Linked DNA regions of Zea mays: region 2 is linked to region 1. The links are chromatin contacts, called in public Hi-C maps. All regions are on one chromosome and are shown on one strand. The core of a region is the stretch at or near the end of the contact, and the rest is flanking DNA. Distances in the headings are between cores, read along the strand shown. Region 1 holds the start of LOC103625962. Region 2 holds the start of LOC100191788 (putative pinin_SDK_memA domain family protein).

Evidence for each region. Hi-C and Micro-C count contacts between places; a contact is called where the count stands out from the background.
Region 2: a Hi-C map of leaf shows a contact between it and region 1, with 5 times the contacts expected there. The contact joins the promoter of LOC100191788 here to the promoter of LOC103625962 in region 1. A contact is called at or near these places in 3 of 25 Hi-C or Micro-C datasets (ear and leaf).

What each region holds. Positions count from the first base shown.
Region 1 is chr5:12,573,160-12,576,686 of Zm-B73-REFERENCE-NAM-5.0, reverse strand. It overlaps LOC103625962, which reads left to right and starts at 1,966. Exons shown (of 3, transcript XM_008646361.2): 1 at 1,966-2,067; 2 at 2,255-2,336; 3 at 2,463-3,135. The coding sequence starts at 2,056. The coding sequence ends at 2,851.
Region 2 is chr5:12,802,926-12,806,872 of Zm-B73-REFERENCE-NAM-5.0, reverse strand. LOC100191788 (putative pinin_SDK_memA domain family protein) reads right to left here and starts at 2,401. Exons shown (of 11, transcript NR_163963.1): 1 at 2,237-2,401; 2 at 2,051-2,152; 3 at 1,895-1,960; 4 at 1,634-1,786; 5 at 1,420-1,533; 6 at 928-999; 7 at 324-407; 8 at 130-230.

The DNA of each region.
Region 1 (3,527 bases), core at 717-3,216:
CACCATACGAAGATACTGTTGCTTCGTAACTCATCAAAAACTGCTTCGGGTCTGAGTGGCCATCGAATACAGGAAGCTGGGGCGGCTTGTAGGACGGAGGCCAAGGTGTAGCCTGCAGCTCAGCGGACAGAGGAGAAGCATCATCAAAAACAAAATTCCCATGATGGAAATTGTCATACCAGTCATCTTCGTTGGGAAAACCCTCCTGATGAAGATCTTGGTGTTGAGGCCTTCGGTGCTGCTCATCCTGGGTGAGATGACGAACTTCTTCAGAGGCTTCGTCTATCTGCCTCTGCAGTTCAGCCAGCCTGGCCATCTTTTCTTTCTTCCTCTGTACTTGTTGATGAAGCATCTCCATATCTCTGATTTCTTGATCTATCTCGTCCTCTGGTGGTGTCGGGCTGACAGCCTTCCTTTTCTGGCTTCGGGCCTCCCGCAGGGAGACTGTCTCCTGATTGTGGTCCAGTGGTTGTAGAGCTGTAGTCCCAGTCGCTGAAGCCTTCTTCGGCGCCATGACGAAGGTTTATGATTGCCGAAAATGCTCAAAAAACTGAGTGGAAGTGGGTTCACCGGAGGTGGGCGCCAATGTTGGAGACTTGTTCTCAAATGCTATGAGTTAAGAACAAGGCAACATAGAAAGATGTTAATCATTAAGGTCCTTCGTCCTCCGAAGCATTATTTCCCTTAGGATATAATGGTTTACGGACGAAGGTTACGAAGGACGTACCTTCATAAATTTATTAAACAATGACGGAGGATGGAGTATAAAGGATATAAAAGAGAACATTAATAATTATGTATTATTATTATTAAGTATAAACAGAAATACCGCTGAGTTACAAGTGTACCTTCAATCGGAATGAGTTGACAATACAAGCGTGACGCAAAAAGCGAATGCCAAGTCAGCGTGAACGGTACGGGAGTACTGTTCACCTATTTATAGACACGGGACGCAGCCCGTACAAAATTACATTAATGCCCTTTACACTTGATAATAAACATATAGAACTCTGTCGAGGTCTTAATAGCCTTTTCATCCTTAAGTCGGTTTCAACTGCTGCTGTCTCGCTGAAGCTTTCCTGCTTGCACCTTCGGCGCTTCACCAACCTTCGTATTATTCTGGTCTATAGTGATGCCTGACTCGAGTCCGAAGATACCTGTTCACACATTATACTCCAGAAACACTATTAAATCCTGTTTTTGAGGACCTTCGGATGCCGAAGGTCCCCAACATCTACTATGTAAAACACCAATTTTCATGGTTCTACGTCCAATCTACTATTACAAAACAATTCTCTTTTTCCTCCCCTCGAGTAAGTTGATATTTAAGATCATTTTTATGGGATGATAGCTAGCGTGCAACATAATCTTCATTAGAATTAAATGATATTAGATGTCCTAGCCAATAAAAAATGATGGCAAAATATCTATAACTTATTTTTTTAACGTACAAAATTTGAACTTTAAACTCAAATTGGGATATCCTATTAAGAGGTAGATCAAATAAACTAAAATAGTCAAGTAATTTGTATGTAGATTAATTAGGCAGTTTTGTTATAAATATTGATTTAGGAAGTTATATAGGCAATCCCTACTATATAGAGCATCAATTCACTTATGCGTCCGTCGTGTGTCACCCTCTTGTCCACTTTATGCAAAGATAAAGATAAAATTATGTATAAATGAGGATCAAACCTTGGCTGTTGATTATATATATTTACACATATCTAATCAATATAACACACATATTTTTATGTTTTCTATTAAATCAAAATCTACTTATACATAAAAAACCGTAGCAATCACGTGAGTAATTTGAGCTTTTTAATAGCTATATTGTAAGTTTAACTAGTCAAGCCCTAACATGATTCGGCCCAAGTAAGTGTAGCCACACATAAATACCGGCCCATGAACATTGACTATCCAGGTATCCTTCCACAGCTCCACAGACCACGGCCCACGGGTGCTAGTGGAGGTATAAATACGGTATTCTAGTTCTACTCCTCCCCTTGAAGTACATCATCACCATATTCTCCAGAACCAGAAAGAGCACACATGGCAGAGAAGGTTCTGCCTTCTTCTCTACCTCCGATCAATCTCAGCGTTGTTCCTTGTTGTTGAGCGTCTCCTGCATTGTTTATCTACTTGATTTGACGATCATCTGTGTTTGCAGTGATTTTGGTTTATTTGGCTACTAGCTAGTATCACTTGCACCAACACGCGCAGAGTAATCTATTATAGTATCATCACGCAGGTGTCCACGCTGGTCGTCACACTCAACCATGGCTGCTGCCGCTGCTTCACCAGGATCCGGAAGACCGTGTGCAAGCTGCAAGGTGATAATCACTTGCCTTGCCTCCCGGTCGATTCAGCATCTATATCGTCGTCCTGTGCTTGTGAATCGTGATCGAAAAGCTCTTTAACTCCCCCCTCTTGAGTCTTGCGCGCGCGCGTGCTGGCAGAAACCGAGGACATCCGGGCGATTTCCTTCGACGAGGTGTCCGGGACGGTGACGATCTCGGGAGCCTTCGACCCGCTGGTGCTCCCCTGCAAGCTCCGGCGCAAGGCGGGCTGTGTGATCAGGGACATCCAGCTCGTGGCGGCAGAACTGAAGCTCACGCCGCAACGACCAGCCATGCCGTCGAAACCGCCCGGGCCGGCTCCTGCTCCGCCGTGCTGCTGCGGTATGTGCATATGCGGGTGTGGAGGCTACGGCTACGGCTACGGCTGCCGTTGCCAGTTCGTGGACCACCCGCCGTGCTACGAAGGGCTGCCGTTGAGGCAGTACCCAAAGATCGAGGTCACCTGCGACTGCGAGGAGGCGTCGTCTGCAGCGTGCAAGATCGTGTGATATTTGTTAAGTGAGTTTGTTTGCTACCTAGTCTGTCTTGACTTGGAGTTGTGTTACTGTGGTTCTGGACGGAAGAACATGGAAGGGTGATTTATTAGACATAAATTCAGAGCTAAGCATTATTCATACTTCATAGAAAGGTGATTAGGCATAAAAGATAAATTCAGAGTTGGTCATTTGTATCTAGGATATCACTGTTTGGTTTAAGAATTGGATCTACGTAGTTCATCTATTATGGATCCTCATCATTGTGTATCAATGGCAGAGTTTGGCTTTCCATAGAACATACTTCCTCCGTTCTTTTTATTTATCGTGTTTTAGTTTAAAAATAAACTAGCTCGCGATAAATATTCGAGAATGGAGATATTATTAAATAACCGATGATGCCATGCTATTTCCAAGACCGAGAAATCGTAGCGTAATGTACAAGATGAGCCTGCTATTCAAGGACTACAGTTCGTAGTGCACGCGAGATGACTGATCCTGCTATTTCACAGAACGAGAGACCCAGAATGAGAAATCGTAGTGCACTAGATGACTGCTGTTGCCTGTTGGCCAGTGCCCCATTGGCTAGCTCTACACGCGAGTGAGCAGTTGTGCCATTTTTTCTGCTTATTACTAATTTTCCTATTGTTTAAGAACTTGGTTCATTCCATGTATAACTCTGTACGCATTC
Region 2 (3,947 bases), core at 1,152-3,651, 230 kb before region 1:
AACAGATCCATCAAACGAGAGAGTAGAATTACTACATAAACATGTGAAACAGCTTTAAGTGAAGAAAATGAGGATTCCAAGTTTTGGGTCTAAGTTAAAGTGAAGATTGATGCAAAGCAGCAAAGTTACCTTAAGAAATTGGACAGCCTTTTATGATGCTCAGTCCACTGAATGTACAACAGCTCCAACCTCTTTTCTTCTGCCTTAGCAGCTACACGAGCGCGGAGCGTCTAAAAAAGAGCATCAAAGATTGTATGATTGCAAAGTAAATATATCAATTGAAATATGTAGTTGTAACAGATGAAAACAAGCCGTGAACTTACCATATCACGCTTACGCTTCTCTGCAATTTGCTCACGTTCCTGCTGTCGCAGCCTTTCACTTTCTTCACGAACCTTTTGCTCAGCCTAAAACGAATCAATTATTTCAGTATCCATGATATGTTTAAATGAATTTTAGTGATTGAATCTATAACATCAAGTTACATATGTTAGATGCGACAAATTAAAGAGAACACAGAATTCCTTGGAAATATAAAGAGCATCTGACTGTGTGCTATCAATCACAATTACTAAAGATTGTTTCCACGATGCATTATCCTAAGTATACCCTAGTATGAGAGCATGCGGAATATCAAGGTCTCATTTTTAACAAGTTCCTTCTTAGCACGAATAAATTTCAACATCAAAATTGGCATTCCTGTAGATACTATGTGTTATAAATCGTTTTTGTTTATTCAGAAACAAATGCCAGATGCACTCTGTAGTCTGTACACAATTTCACAAGAAGCTGTGCCCATAGGAACACCAGACATGTTATCATAGATTATGCACATATGAAAATCACAATACAAAAGCACTTATTACATCATAAAAATAGCCCCTACTGAATACCAGTCATTAACTTTGATGGAAAAAGTGATCAAACCTTTCGCTGAGTCTCTGATCTGCGCAGAAAAGCCTCAGAGTTGGATAGCTTTTTATCCTCTTGTTGAAATTTCTGCATTGCAAGGACGAGTATAATAAGGTAAGCAAAATTTCACAAGCAGTCACACCAGACAGTTGTGCAAGGCACTGGCACACCCATCATCGAAAGATAGGAAATCCTGGAAATTGGGTGTAATGCTAGGTAGCAACATGTCAATGCAGAGCTCCTTAGATTGGAATAAGTGCATATCAAACTCGCAGGCATAAATATTACATTGTGGGAACAAGATACTAAATGGATTTAGTATTTTGTTAAGTTGATGTCCAGCTGGCGGGTTTGCTAATACTGGGCACTGGCCAACAGGCCAGGTTAAAGCTAATCAACTTTTTTTCAAGGAATACTAGAGGCAGAAATAGAAATTAACTATCACATTAGGTTGATATGCATTCTTGCAGAAGTACAGATTCATCAGTGTGCAGAGAATTGCTTTACCTCTAATGTACCGACAAGAAGCTGCCCCAGCATCCTCTTATTCCTTCTCACCAAACTCGGGTCCTCATTCCTGGGAAGCTCCCTTGGAGCTGGCTCTGGCAGCGAATTATAGTCCTATAACCAAACGAAACAAGGTAAGCTCCACAAAAGCATATATAACCCAATGAATAGAAAACCCACAGTACATCCACACTTAGCTCTAGTCAGTACTCACCACCCTCCTCTGCATCCACAGGCTCCCGTCCCTTCTGAACCCGCCAGTGTTGAAAGTCCTCCTGTCACTGCCTTCAGTGGCACCTGAACCCGCCTCTTGCCCCTCCCCATTGGCATCCTTTGTGCCTTCTTCATTATTTTCAGCGCCATCAACCTCCATTTGTTACGGCAAGCAACGAGATAATTTTAGGGTTTCAACAAACAGACCATTACAAACTGTGCAATCATAACCGAGATTAAAGAGAGAGAAAATAGAGGATACCTTAACTACGGCCGATAGCAGCCGACGCTTCTGCGGAGCCTGATCCGCCACTTCCGCACCCACATGCTACATCATAAACATTGAAAAAAATGTATTGCACGCACACAAATAGATTAAACGAAACGAGGAGTGAGTGGGGGCATGTGAGAAGCTCACGGGTCTCACGAAGCCGCGGAGCGGGCGGGGGGGGCCAGGTCCAGGACCAGGGCCGGGGGCGCCGCGGCGAAGGCCACGGGGGTCGCGCAGGCGCTCGGTGATCTGCGACGGGACGACACGGGGGTCAGGGCAGACGGCACGGAGGCTCGGGGCTTCGAGATGCGCCGGACAAAGAAAGAGGTGTACCTCGCGGTGCTGGCGCTGGAGCTCCTGGAGCTCGCGGCGGATGTCCTCAGCCGTCTTCTCTGTCGCGGCGGCCATCGCCGTCGCCCGTCGGGAGGGAGGAAGGGTTTGGGTTTGGCTGCGCGTCGAGCGGCACACTGCCACACTGGGGACGACGGCTCGGGTTTGGGTACCCTAGTCTAGAGATGACAAACCGGGTTATTACTATACCATACCGACGGAAAAATAGCTCCATTCGTCACCTATCTCTACAACTATTAAGACCCAAATGTAGACCGCCCCCGCCGCTACCCAACGCCCCCCCCCCCCCACCCACGCTGCCGCACGCCTGCCAGCCCCCGCGCAACCCCACGCCCGCCGCGAAATCCGCCGCCCGCCGCGAAATCCGCCGCCGCGCATCTCGCACGCCCTCAGACCCACTCGCCCGCTGCCGCGAACCCCTCCGCTACACCGCCGCGCATCTCCGCGACCCGCGACATCCGGCGGCGTAAGGCGATGACCCGCCATCCCTCCTCCCCACGCCCCCTCTCTCACCTACTCTCTCACCTAACTGCCCAGCTCCGATCTCGCCGCCGACGCAACCTAGACCGACGATATCGACAGAAGGCCGGCGGGTCGCAGGGCGCTCGAGCTGCCGCGCAACCCCTCCTCCGAGCGAGGCCGCAGCGCAGGGTAGCCTCAGGGAGCTCGACAGCCTCCTCGCCGCCACCACGACGGCGTGCAGCACCCCCACGTCCGCCAAGACCGCCCCCGCGCCGGGCTACGGCCTCGAACAGCGCCTTCCGAATGGCAACAGCAAGAAGGGAACGCCGCGGTCGGCGTCGCAGCGGTGGATGCCGGACAAGCCACGGAGACGGTTGTCGTCGCCTTCGCTGTCTCCTCGCCAGTGGCCTCCACCGGCACCGCATAGTCCAAGGCAGAGCCGCGACATGAGTCAACCCAAGTCCGGTCGCACCTACACCGATGACCCGACGTGAGTCAAGCCAAGTCCATTCCCCTCCCTTGCTTCCTCAACGTGTTGTCTTGTGGTCTGCTATTTGTCTCCAAAAAAGTTTCCCCTTTTTTCCCTCCAGAAGATTTCCATTTCCCCCGCGTTCGTCGATCCGTCCGAGGGCCGGCTCCAGGTGTTTTAGTGGTTTTCCGGCGCCTCGGAACAGAGAGTGAAAAGAGAGAGAGAGAGAAACGCCTCCCTTTTTTCGTCGAATTTTTTTCCTTTGTTTTTTTCCTGCGAAAGAACAAAAATTTTAGTTGTCCGCAGCCGGGGGAACGGGAGGAATCTGGGCAGATTTGGGTTCCCTGTCCTCTGTTCTTGGGAGGGAGGGAGAGAAACTGTGAAGCATCACTGCTGCTATGATCTATAAAAGCGGTTGAGTACTGTATCGTGTTCATCAGGTCATGTCAGGCCTGTGACTTCAATTGAAAGTACCATAATTACTCTGCAACCACTATTTCTGTTTGTTTGTTTGTTTGTTGCTGTTCTCTACATATACTCCTGCTAGGGCTGGATCAAAAGCAAGCAGCTCAGCCAGAAGCCAACCATTGTTTTTGGTATACCGACTTCTAATACTTATACAAGATATTTATCTTTATACATTACTGCCGAAACAGTCCAAATAGCCTCTAACCTCCTGCCATTGTTGCAAACACAAGCAGGGCATTCAATTGGTGCTATCAGGAACTATGCAAGCAGAGGATATAAAGGAGATCTGCAAGC